3 separate regions of the Mus musculus genome follow, and regions 1 and 2 are each linked to region 3. Evidence: chromatin contacts called from public Hi-C and HiChIP or PLAC-seq data. All regions are on one chromosome and are shown on one strand. The core of a region is the stretch at or near the end of the contact, and the rest is flanking DNA. Distances in the headings are between cores, read along the strand shown.

The links. Hi-C and Micro-C count contacts between places; a contact is called where the count stands out from the background. HiChIP or PLAC-seq counts read pairs in DNA pulled down with a chosen protein or histone mark.
Region 1: a Hi-C map of embryonic stem cells shows a contact between it and region 3, with 2.5 times the contacts expected there. The contact joins the promoter of Ttc39b here to the enhancer-like site in region 3. A contact is called at or near these places in 2 of 39 promoter capture datasets (macrophages and second pharyngeal arch cranial neural crest), 22 of 484 Hi-C or Micro-C datasets (the C2C12 cell line, CD8 T cells, LSK cells and 10 more), 6 of 115 datasets of contacts at active chromatin or transcription factors (bone marrow-derived macrophages, embryonic stem cells, neural tube and 1 more) and 2 of 9 other capture datasets (adipose tissue and liver).
Region 2: an H3K27ac HiChIP or PLAC-seq map of embryonic stem cells shows a contact between it and region 3, with 7 read pairs. The contact joins the promoter of Ccdc171 here to the enhancer-like site in region 3. A contact is called at or near these places in 1 of 39 promoter capture datasets (macrophages), 1 of 15 datasets of contacts at CTCF or cohesin (CD8 T cells), 4 of 484 Hi-C or Micro-C datasets (B cells, centrocytes, cortical neurons and 1 more), 2 of 115 datasets of contacts at active chromatin or transcription factors (both in embryonic stem cells) and 4 of 9 other capture datasets (adipose tissue, embryonic stem cells, liver and 1 more).

The regions. Positions count from the first base shown.
Region 1 is chr4:83,321,973-83,326,053 of GRCm38.p6, reverse strand. It overlaps Ttc39b (tetratricopeptide repeat domain 39B), which reads left to right and starts at 1,865. Exons shown (of 20, transcript NM_027238.2): 1 at 1,865-1,983. The coding sequence starts at 1,942. Gm42306 (a long non-coding RNA gene) reads right to left here and starts at 3,284. Exons shown (of 3, transcript XR_881382.3): 1 at 1,287-3,284; 2 at 302-564.
Region 2 is chr4:83,524,013-83,527,995 of GRCm38.p6, reverse strand. It overlaps Ccdc171 (coiled-coil domain containing 171), which reads right to left and starts at 2,451. Exons shown (of 26, transcript NM_001355378.1): 1 at 2,226-2,451. Gm25899 (a small nuclear RNA gene) reads left to right here and starts at 228; the gene lies at 228-368.
Region 3 is chr4:83,436,764-83,440,771 of GRCm38.p6, reverse strand. All of the region lies in intron 5 of Snapc3 (small nuclear RNA activating complex, polypeptide 3), which reads right to left. Among named protein-coding and RNA genes, the nearest start is that of Snapc3, 21 kb to the right of the region's middle. Within about 2 kb of position 1,496, at least 65 of the 459 cell types and tissues checked have an H3K27ac peak or open chromatin away from gene starts, as enhancers often do. A contact at or near this core is called in the C2C12 cell line, the MC38 cell line, the N1E-115 cell line and 4 more, where this site is marked.

The DNA of each region.
Region 1 (4,081 bases), core at 616-3,115, 120 kb after region 3:
CCAAGGCAGGTGAACTGAAAATCTCAGGTTCTTCTCAGAGGAGGCAAAAGGAGAAGGAAAAAAAAAAACCCAAAACGAACAAAAACCAAAAACCAACTCATCATGGAGGTGAGACCCACGATGGGGAGGAGCTATGCTTAGAGACCATAGGCTTAGAAAAGAGAAGAAAAGGAAAAGTTTAGCTTTTCTGAGTAACTCGGAAAAGCGGGCAGACTCAGGAAACTGCATGCCGGCTGCTCTGTAAGAGACTGTGTGTATGTACAGTGCATTATCTCATTAAAGAAAGAAGCATTCCACTTACCTTTTTAACGTGGCTACAGAAGAACCCGCCTTCTAAGGGGCAGTGTCTTAGCCAGATGATTGACATGCCTTACAAAAATGTCAATTCTCCAACCAGATTAATATCTAGTATTCTCTTGACCAGGAGGAGTTTTTACCTTCATTGGTCTTAACTGCTGCTGTGTCAAAGACACTTGGAGACAATAACATCATGAAGCTGGTATCAAGGATGCCATGGTGACTCCTGGGAAATGTGTGTTAATAGGCCTCCTCTCAGCTAGTCTCCTGAAATCCACAGGGAGAAAAGAAGGTTGGCTGTAGTCACAGAGAGACCGGCTATTAGCCAGGTGCTGCCGCCAGACTGCGTTTCTGATTCTGGCATCACTGTTTTACTTAGCAGCCTGACCCTAGGAAAGTGACTTAAACTCTTACTAAACAGTGTCCCTCTTCCTATGAGAATAAGTGAGACAAAACATACAAGGGCCCCAGCATAGTCCTAGTACACGATTAGTTCTCAATTACAATTAGTTTCCTGTTTTTATGTTTACAGACCGATAAGCCGTATTTCATAAATCAGATAGATACTGAGTATGTAAATGACTGCATACAACAAAGTGGGGAGAGATGGGGTGATAGCAACGATAGAAGTTTGGTGTCTGGGGACACCACAGAACAGGGATAGGACATTTTTGGGATGCTCTATATGAGTGGGGTGTCTTGTAACATTTGTTACCAAATTACACCGTTAGGGGAGTTTAAAATAAAACTGACTCTCAACCCTAAATATTTATAGTTTTAACTTTTTTTTTCCCAGTTGGATAGCTCAGTTATTTTGCAAGTCAGAAACAGGAATCAATTTCTAAATACAGTCAAAAAACATTGTTCTAGGTTCTAGGGATATAGCATAGAAAAAGACAGCATCCTTATCCTCATGGATAATTGAAGCACAAATTATGTCTATTTGGATTTACAGAAGGCTGAGTGAGAGATGGTGTAGCAATAAAAACCTGGACCGTGCTGGGAGATGTACAGGGCTCTGAGTTACACCGAAGCCGTTACTTCGCAAACACAGAGGCAAAACAGAGCTCCTATCTCTTGGAGAGGATGTTCTTGACACAGCGACTTGGGCATGTGATGTGTCAGATGCCTCTAGGTGACCAGTGACCCATAGCTGTCCTCTAGCTGCATCTGTCAGATGCTCTGTCCTCTGGGCGAAGTAAACGCTCTGGTTCCAGACCAAGGACCAGGTGGACCACTAGCCACAGAGGGAGCGCAGCCACGACCTTGGGTTGTCAGCTCTGCGCGCTCCAGTCACGGCGCCAGGCTCCTGCCAATCCTCTAGGGAGGCCAGTACCCCAGAGGTCCTTTTCCCGAGCACCCGCTGACTCTGTGGGTGACTCCTCCCCACGGAACCTGGTTGGCTGCTCTCTAAGGAGGCCGCGTGCCGGGGCGGGGCTATCCGGCGAGGGGGCGGGGCATTAGCCTGGCATCCGCTGGGGTACTGGGTGCGCAGTGGATACCGCGGCGCCGGGGGCGGGGACAGCTCGGTCCGGTCGCTCGGGGCCGCCTGGTTCCTCCTCCACCCGTGCTGGGCTGAACCCAGAGCCAGAAAAGAGTCGGTTCTGAGTTCCCTGTGGGTGTGCGGCCGCCGCGGAGGGGAACATGGCGCTCGTGGGCAGCCGAGTGGAATTGGACGCGGACGAGGTGCGAGGACAGGCAGAGCGGGCTGGTCCGGGCACCGGCGGGCACCGGCGGGCGTGGGAGGGATGCGGAGCCTCCGCTGGCACGGAGGGTGGGCAGGGCTGTCCTTCACGCCGAGGAGCGTCCCACGGGGCCAGGCAGAGCAGCCCGGGCCAGCCTGAGCCTCCTTGGACCCTATGGGCTTTTGCGGAACCGTTCTGGACTCGACTTCTGTGTCGCTTTCTGTGGAAGTTCCGCGAGGTGTCCGCCGGGCGGGTGGGGTACGGCTGTCTAGTCACCCCGGGACCGAGGGCCGGAGCCTGAGCCCCGCGGCCGGGAAAGGTCCCTTGTCCAGAATCGCCGGCGGCCTCGCCTCTCTAGGCTACCGAAGTGACCTACCGGGTCCTCGCGCGGCGCCGGGGTCTGAACGCTCCCGGGCGGGGGCGCCCGACCTGTTGATTTCAGCGCTTCCTTCAGCTGCTGCTGGGAGCGCGCGCTCTGCTCTCAAGTTGAGGGTCAGGCTCCTGCCGCCGCCTCTGCTGCCATTTTACCTGACTTGAATTTTACAAGTCGCGGCCTGAGAAAGCCTTGATTTCCAATGATGCAATAGATGGGTGATGTGGAGGAGGCGAGTGAGTTAGGATTCGGTCTTTACTGCCAGAAGATCCTGGTAACGAGTAAATACTGTGCTTTAAATGTTGACATTAAGAACCGATCAAAACCCCAAGGATCAATCTTTATGCTACAGACAGTTAAGGCGGCGAACCAGAGCTTTCTGAGGACCAGCCTTGCGGTGTGGGCCCAAGACCACACACCAGGGAATTAGCGCTTGCCCAGGGGGCATGGATGTGTTGCTGGACCTTCTAAGGACACACAAGGCAAACAATGAGATAGAATATTTGTTACTATTTTCTTCTGTGACAACTTTTATTTATAGCTTTAGGCAGTCTTTTGGCATGGCCTGTTGCCTGCGCTTTTAAATTTTACATTCGTAATCCAGGTAACACACTACTACGGTACTTTGACCATCTACTACTTCCTCAAGAGTTTCTAACGTTCCCTCTTGTGTATACATTAAATAGCCACAGTCTTGGCATGATGGAGGCTGTTGTACAGTCTCAATAGCTTATCCCAGGCTTGTCTCCAGCTGCTTCCCTGTCCATAACCATTTAATCTATTTGTATTGAAAATGAAAGAACAATCCTGAGCCTGGTCTGTAATCTCAGCACTCAGATGGCTGAGTCAGGAGAATCACAAATTCAAGGCTAACCAGGTCTAGACACATAGAAAAATCGACTAGCATGGATATTTTTTTTTCTTCCGTAATAAAGAAAAAAAAAAAAAAACAATCAAGACCCAGAGTAGCTCCTAACTATAGAGTGGTATTTCTGACTCTGGCTCACTGTTGAAGAAATGCAAGCCATAACAGTAGATGTTAAATGGGATTGTCTTGGCATATTGAGATGAAGGTTACTCTGTCAACTGCCAATAAAACAAACTCAAGAGCTCATGTCGAAGTTAGGTATCAGAGCAGCAGACAGCCTGGCACAAAGACTTGAATACATGTTTGTTGAGTGACTGCATGACTGCAGAAAAGATATGCCTCCATCAGACCTCAGTTTTTGCCTTATTACTGATAAGCTCCCAATGATGGACAAGGCACAAAGGGACTTTTTGTTCCTGCCAAATCTATGTTTTACCCTCATGGTGGACAAGTATGTGGGCATACGTTTATCCACTCTCTACTGAGTGCTTAAGTACTCTTTGCTTAAGTTTGCTACCTTAGAGAGAGAAGGTACAGCTTTGGATGTCTAGGTCTCCCAGAGTGCCAGGGAGAGAAGTCATGTGTGGACCCATTTAGGGTGAACGAGCAGGTGTACAGTAGGGTGTTGTAGGTATGCTTGAAGTACTTGTAAAATATTCCTAATTGTAAGTGGATTAAAGAACTCTACCTCACTAGGCAGTGGTGGCACATGCCTCTTCAATCCCAGCACCCAGAAGGCAGAGACAGGCGAATCTCTTGAGTTCAAGGTCAGCCTGGTATATATAGATCCTGTTCCAGGACAGCTAGGGCTCTGTTACCCAGAGAAACCCTGTCTGGGGGGGGGGGGGGAGGTGTTAG
Region 2 (3,983 bases), core at 1,202-3,701, 86 kb before region 3:
AAGTGAAAGAAAAAGAGGAAGAAAAAAAAGAAGAGAGAAGAAGAGAAGAGAAGAGAAGAGAAGAGAAGAGAAGAGAAGAAGCAGTTAGGGATAATACAAGTCCCTGAATAGGGAAATATCCAAGTTCTTTTCCCAGAACCATAAAAAAGACAGACAACTCAAGCAAGGTAAAAAATAAATAAATAAATAATTAAATAATTAAACCACACTTGAAGAAAACTTTCCTTAGCTTTGCGAATTGGCTGTATTGTAGTCCATGAGGTTTATCCGAGGCGCAATTATTGCTAATTGAAAACTTTTCCCAATACCCTGCCATGATGACTTGAAATAAAGTCGGCATTGGCAATTTTTGACAGTCTCTACTGAGACTGAATAAAAAGGAAAAAAAAGGAAAAAAAAAAACTTTCCTTAAAGAACAAATTTTACCCCACATTTTGCAAAAGCAAAGTGGGTGCATCACCCCAGCCTTTTCCGACTCATTGGCCATCTTAGCACGAGTTTTCCTACCCTTCAAGCCCTCTTCTGTCCCTTCGCCGCATGCTCACCTCTCAGTCACACAGCTCAGAGAGAAAGGGGCTGGATGAAGAGTCAGGGCCCAGTATGGAACACTTACTATGTGCCACACACGCAACTAACTACGCATGCTTGATCCCACCATCCATCCCTTAATCTCCAGAGACTATTTGCCCATTTCACAGACGGGAAAACTGGGTTTCCCAGAGATTGAATGATTTGTACCAAGATACTCACTACAAGAATTAAAAGTCATACTCACATCTTGATGACTTCTAATGATTCTGTACCAAGAAAACATGCTTATCTGGAACCGCCTATGCCTCTCTGGGCGCACAGCCTAGCTTCTCCTGCCCACCCCCACCCCACCCCCGCCCCTTTAAACTGATGAACACCAACTCACCAACAAGCATCAGGTTTCATCAACTATTTAAGTCAGCCCCTCGACCCTTTCCGCTCTTGTTTAAAGATGAAAGGAATGCAACCTGTGTCACAGCACTTCCACTACCTTCTCAGTTTGGGTGTCTAACCAAATGCTATTTTTTTTTTTCTTTACTCATCGAGAGGAAAGGGCTTGATTCCCTAACACTAAATCCACTTTTTTTTTTTTTTTTTTTTTGTCTATGCAGCTTTGCATTCATTAGTCGTGACACCTGTGTGGGACTATCAGCAGTTACACGGTTCATTTGGCAAGGGGGCACTTCAGAGCTGAGTGCAGCTCAAATAGCAGAACACTTTTGTGCCCATGATTCTTGTTCAGTCTCAACCACCTTTCATCCCATCTCTGAAAAAAGAAGAGAGGTGAAGGAGATGTGTGATTCTGTCCATAAAACACGCCTAAGACAAAGAAACTCAAACAAACAAAAAGTAAACGGAGCCTGAAAGACTAAGCCCACTCTGCTTATTTGACATAAAGAACCTAAGGTCCAGGCGACAGGTGATTTGCCTGTCACAGCTAATAAATGGCTGAGCCAGGATTTACACACAAGCTCCAAGCTAAAACAGCCGCCTTCACTTTCCCTAGAATCCCGCTGCACTGCCTGCATTCCTCTGCCTTTAACTGGAAAGGATTGCATTTCCGGCTCTATCACAGTTTGGTCGTTACTAAGCACTGATAAATACAAATAACAAAACGGTAGTTTCATTTCTCCAATACTAGGAAAAGTATAAAACATCAACGTGCAAAATCTTAGAAGCTGTTTGATATCGTCTCTAAGTTATGTATTTGATTAATATGAATATCGTAAATGATTAAAAAGTCAAAGGGGGGGGGGTGTGTGCTTGTACGCAAAATTCAGCTTTAAACTCACAGCTGACTTTTCTAAGTCCCAAGGTGGGTGGTAGGCAGAAGTTGCATAACTCATTGTTTTGCTTATCAAACGTTTGTAGGGTGCCTAAAGTGTGGTAGGCATTTAAATAAAATGAAGGTAAAACACGAAAAAAAAAAAAGTGATCCTTGGGTACTGATCCCAAAGAGCTCCGAGGACTCTAGTCCCCACCGGTCCTCGGAGTACAGCGAAGATGCTCGGCTTCCTCAAGGTGGGCGGAGAGCCCTGGCCATTGAGCTGGAGGCTGGAGGCTGGAGGCTGAGCTGGAGGCGTGTCAGCACCAGCTAGCAGCCCTCAGCCGGGTCCTCTCTGCAAGCCCAGTCTCCTCTCAGCACCTCCCGGTCCCGGGCGCCAGTCACCATTGCACCCACAGCCCGCAGTTACCTCGGACTCGCGTGGTCCAGCCTGCACACCCACGACCCCCAGGCAGCTTCAGGTCTCGGGGTGAGTGGGAGGTCAGGCAACTCTCAGGAGAAAGAGTGACAACTGGGGAAAGCCGATGGACTCTAGGGCCAGGATGGAGAAAGTCTACGAGGTGAAGTTTACAACGGCCACTTCCGGGGGCCCGGAACACGCGACGAGGCTCTGGGCAGCCGCGACTTTCTCCGCCTCCCTGGCCCCGCCCCGGCAGGCCCGCCCCTCGCCTCCGCGTCCCCAGCGTCCCGCCCGCCGCCCGAGCCCCAGCTCCAGGATACGCGCGTACTCAGAGAACGCGGGCTCGCGCTGGAAGAGAAGCGCCGGCCCGCAACCGCGCGCGCTCCCGCGGCAGGCGGGGTATATTGCGCATGCGCCAGGGGTGGGGTACGCGTGCGCAAAGCACACGGGTGGCTCGGGGCCGCGTTCCACCCCATGCGCGCTCCAGCGCCGGCATGCTGTGCCTTCTCCTTGTTTCAGAACTCCCGCAACCGAGTGGCGTGCACATTTCCAGCCTCGGAAAAGGGCAGCAGCCTGTTCCTGCTCTGTAAACGTCTTCTTAGCTGGCTCTCGGCCCGAGAAACCCGCTAGGACCGCGGCCGATGCCAGGGTCCCCAGGGAGAGTGCCTGGGCTTCGGCACAGGTGGCAGACTCTCAGCGCCCTCCTCCTGCAGTCTCCTCCTCCCATCGATTTCTTTTGTATTTTGGCTTGGGTGGATAGAATGTAGGTCGGTGCTCTGATGCTGCTGAGCGTCTTTGATTACAAATAATGCAGAACCGGATTCATTGGCAAATAAGGCCTTGGAGCCTCGCCTTGAGCTCCATCTCTGCTAGATTTCAGCCCCTCCCCCTCCTCGCCCACAATTTATAAAGAGCTTTGGTTCGCCCTGTAGCCGCTTCAGAGGATTGGAAAAGCAAATCCTCTTTTGTTCCTTGGCTTTTGAAAGCCTATTCCCTAAAGAACAATGCGAAATGGCAGGATTTTGATGAAAGGTTTTTATCCCTGCCGCCACTACCTTCTTTCCACAAGTGTTCATACAAAATGAGCCTTTTATGCTAAACTTGTCCGGGGTTGGTTGTAATCAGCCTGAACCAGGTGTTGGGGTTCTCGCCTGCTCTCGCTCTGGAAAGTTAACAGTCCTAAGAGCAAATAGATTAAAACTTTGGTTCTTGCACTGCTGAGAAACTTTAATTGGTTTGAGGTCAGTTGTTTGGTTTTTAAAAGGTTTTCCTTGCTTCTTAAGGCTTTAGCCAGAAGAGATAACTGCTTCGAAAACAAACTGAAGGAAACAAAAGTAGCCCTCTCTACTTAGGAATCAAATGGAGAATTACAATAAATAAGATTACATTCACCACCACCATGGGTTTCTCTGTGTGGCCTGACAGTCCTGGAAGATGAGAGTTTTTTTTTAAATTGTATACGGCTTAGTTTTGTTATTTGAAAGATTTTTGTTTGGAGGGAAGTGATTTTGTTGTTGTTTTGCTTTCTTGGTTTTGTCTGGGTGGGGTTTTTTAATTCCCTATGTAGCCCAATCAGGCCCCAAATTCTGGATCCCCTGCCATAGCCTCCGGAACACTGGGGTTACAAATCATGGGCCACACACACACATCAGCTCATCGTGTTTTAGGAACATCACAGAAGGGAGTGTTACATTGCAAACATAACTGATCTATTACATTGTACACTTTTTAAAGAAAAGCTGCTTGACATGAATCCTTACAAAGTTC
Region 3 (4,008 bases), core at 247-2,746:
CGAGGCCAGCCTGGTCTACAAAGTGAGTTCCAGGACAGCCAGGGCTATACAGAGAAACCCTGTCTCGAAAAACAAAACAAAACCAAACAAACAAAAACAAAAAAAGAAAAAGAAAACATTGAAAAGGTAAATGATCTAGAGCTAGGCATAGCAATGCATAAGAATAATCCCAATGTTAAGAAGGCTAAGGCAAGAAGACTGCTGTGAGTTTGGTGTCAGTTTCTGCTACATAGTTCTGGGCAAGCCTGGGTTACACAGGCTTGTAGACTCTCTGTTTTAAGATGGATGGATGGATGGATAGATAGATACATGCATGCATGCCCTAACCATAACTAATGCCTCATTTTGGAAACAAAGTTTGATATACATACAATTTTGTTGATCATACAACACTTGTATAAACCTCCACTAGAAGTGACTTGAACACCTTAATGTCTTCTCACATAATTGCTTATTTACAAAGAAAACTCTAGAACAAAAGTAGTTTTCACCAATAATAACCTCTCCTCACTGTACAAAGAAGTAACAGATGGGCAGGTTTAGTAACCCACATGCAATGCCAGCACTTCTGAAGCTGAGGCAGGAGAATCACAAATTCCAAGCAGCATGGGCTACACTGGAAGACAGTGTATTTGATACTTATTCAGAAAGTACTTGTACTGTTTACATGTTTGTTTTAAAAATACAGTTCCATTCTCAAGGCAATTATTAAAAAAACAAACACTGGCAAATCCTCCTCTACTTCAAAGCTAGAGAGACTTAATTAAATGCATTAGAGTTATCCAAGTCCTGGCACATCAACAACAGCCATCTAGCTCACTCTAAGAGCTGCAACTCACTGTCAAACCAGTCTACAACAGCTAGTGGAATACATGCCAGGAAACCAACAAAAACATAGAACACGGGGTCTTATTTTCACTTTTCTTTGAGGTACAATGGTGCTTAACACAAAAAACACTTCTGGAAAAAGCTACGAAGTATTGAACAGAGGCTCATTATACTATTCTCTATATTGATTACATATTTGAAAATTTTCCAACAGAAACCTTACAAATGAGAAAAAATAACCCCCACAGCCAACAATACTGTAAAATAAAAATGTCAATGAAATAGTCTTTCTAAGGCTCATAAAGATGTTAGCCTCAGCCGGGTATACACATTTAATCCCAACATTTAGGAGACAAAGGCAGGTGGATCTCTGAGTTGAAGGCCAGCTGGTCTACAAACCAAGTCCAGGGCATCCAGGACTATTACACAGAGAAAACCTGTCTTGAAAAAAACAAAAACCAAAAACCCCAGTAACAACAGCAGAAAGATGTTAAATTCAGTCAATACTTCATTCATAGGAATCTGTCCTTCTAAATGCTTTTAACATCATAAACACACATTTCTAAGCCATTGCTGAAGAACAAAAAGGAAAACAGATTTCTGAACTGATACATTCATCTCCCACCAGGCCCTGTGCTAGAAGCTGCTGGTGAGTGAGTGAATCACACCGTGCTTCAGCAGTCATTCACAGCGGGCGGCAGGGCAGGGCAGGGCAGGGCAGGGCAGGGCAGGGCAGGGCAGGGCAGAGAAGCTGTGGGCTCAGAAGGAGAAACGAGAACCCGACTCTAGCCCCCACCACTGATGGCTGAGCTTGAGCAGCTCAGGATGACTATGCTCTTTTCTTATAAAAATGGTGACAATTCTTTTAAGGCCAGCATACACTAGGCACATGACATGTGCTCAATGATCAGAGTATTATTTTAGTAGACAAACAAAGAATGTAGCCACAGATGTGTAAATATTAAGACAGTAGGGGCTAGAGAGATGGGTTAGTGGTTACAAGCACTTGTTGCTGGAATGAACTACATATCTGCTCTTACCAATGCTGATAGGTTACTATAAAAAGGGATTCTTCATGGTAATCTTTTCTTTTTGAAAGAAAAGAGCTCTGTATCTCTAGCTATCCTGGAATTTGCTATGTAGACAAGTGTTAGAGAATATTTGATTACACTGTGAACCCGAGACTGTTATTTCCTGGGAATTGCTGGTTGTGGTACCTCAGCTCTTAGCACACATCTTTAATCCCAATCAATGAAGGTAAGCCACCCATGTTTAAAAGTGAGTGACAGACGTGATGAATCAGAGAAAGATTTGACGGACTAGGATATGACAGCCCCCCACCAGGAGAGAGGAAAAGAAAGCTACTTAAGGGACAATGCAGAAAATGAAAAAGGCAGTTTTACTGGAAGAGTCTTACAGAGAGAGACAGGTTGAAGAGAACAAGCTAGACAGAGGTGAAGGCAGAAAGAGCCATAGAATGACAAGGAGACAGAAGATTTGCTATGAGGCCAGGCAGAGCCATTCAGCAGATGCAGAGAGAGAAGCCAGACTGAATCAGTGAGCCTGGAGAAGAGTCTGAGCCAGGACAGCTGAGTTGAATCAGCCAGCAGGAGTTCAGAGAGAACTAGAAAGGGTGAGCTGATTCAGCAGAAAGTCTCTGAGGCTGGAAACATTCTAGGCCTAGATTATGATTGTACAGAGGCTAGAAGCTTCCAGGACCAGGCCTAGGTTAGCAGATGGATGCAGTAAGCCTCTGAGATGACAATTACATCAGGGGGGAAAAATACTTTTACAGATCAGTCTGGTCTTGAAATCAGAGATCTGCTTGCCTCCACCTCCTGAGTGCTGGGATTAAAGACATACACCACCATACCCAGCTCACATTAATCTATTTATAGTTACACCTTCTTTTTTGGTAGGGTTAAGAAAGCTTTCAAGCCGGGCATGGTGGCGCACGCCTTTTAATCCCAGCACTCGGGAGGCAGAGGCAGGTGGATTTCTGAGTTCGAGGCCAGCCTGGTCTACAAAGTGAGCTCCAGGACAGCCAGGGCTACACAGAGAAACCCTGTCTCGAAAAAAAAAAAAAAAAAAACAAAGAAAGAAAAAAAAAAAGAGAGAAAGCTTTCAAAAGATTGATGCTTTCTCCCTTGGAAAAAAAAAAAAGAGAGAGAAACCTATTTCCTTAAAATTCCATTTGTTTCTCTTTATCATTGCAGTTACCTCCACAAGCACTGACTCAGAAGTTCAGTAGAGTTTAAGGATCTTAAAACCATTTTCAACATAACCACAAACATCTAGTGTAATCTCTTCATGAGCCATGATGCTCATCTCCATGTCAGTCACTGAACATGGTGGGTCTGTAAGACAGAGACACAAACAGCACCAGGACATTATACACATGAAAAGCCTGCAACCAAGTCTGTAAATGTGACCATGATTCGGCTGCCACCCCCATGCATGGTGATATGCTTCTTAACACACTGAAATGCTCAAAACAGGAGCAGGGAGAAGACACACATTCACTGTGTAAAGCCTAATGAGTGTCAGTTAACGGGACTCAAAATCAAAGAACTAAAACTGTGCATAGCTGATGGAGACAGGAGCCTGACTTTTGATCCTTTTCCAAGTTCTATCTGCATCCTACTTGTTTCAGCTGTCCTTTCATGGGCCTGCAGAGATGCCCTCTCCTTAGTGGGCAAGGAAACCCAGGGTCCTCTGCCAGGGCTGCACCACGAGAAAGAACCAGATCAATTCTGTGTCTTGTGATTCAGCAATATCAGGCTGTTGCGTTTGCTTAGGTTGGTAAACCCTCACTTCTGAGGGGCTGGGCAGCCTGCTCCTCTTCAAGAGGTGCTGAGGCATTTTTGTCTCACAAGTCGTGCCCCTGCTGGGAAACAAGCTCATGAAGAGATTACACTACATGTTTGTGGTTATGTTATGGGAAAGGTCAACTCTGCCATCATCCGACACCAGCCCGTGTACTTTTCAGCCCTTCAAGCAGTGACTAACAGGTGCAAATGACTCTTGGCCAACTTCAAACTTTTCCTGGAGGTAGTAAAGGTGGAGTGAAAATCTCAGCATTTTAAACAGGAAAGAATGAAGAACAACGCCAAAGCAACAATAAGGCTGAGCCTATAACTCAGTTCTAATGCTTACGTGGTTTAATCCCTAGGACCAACA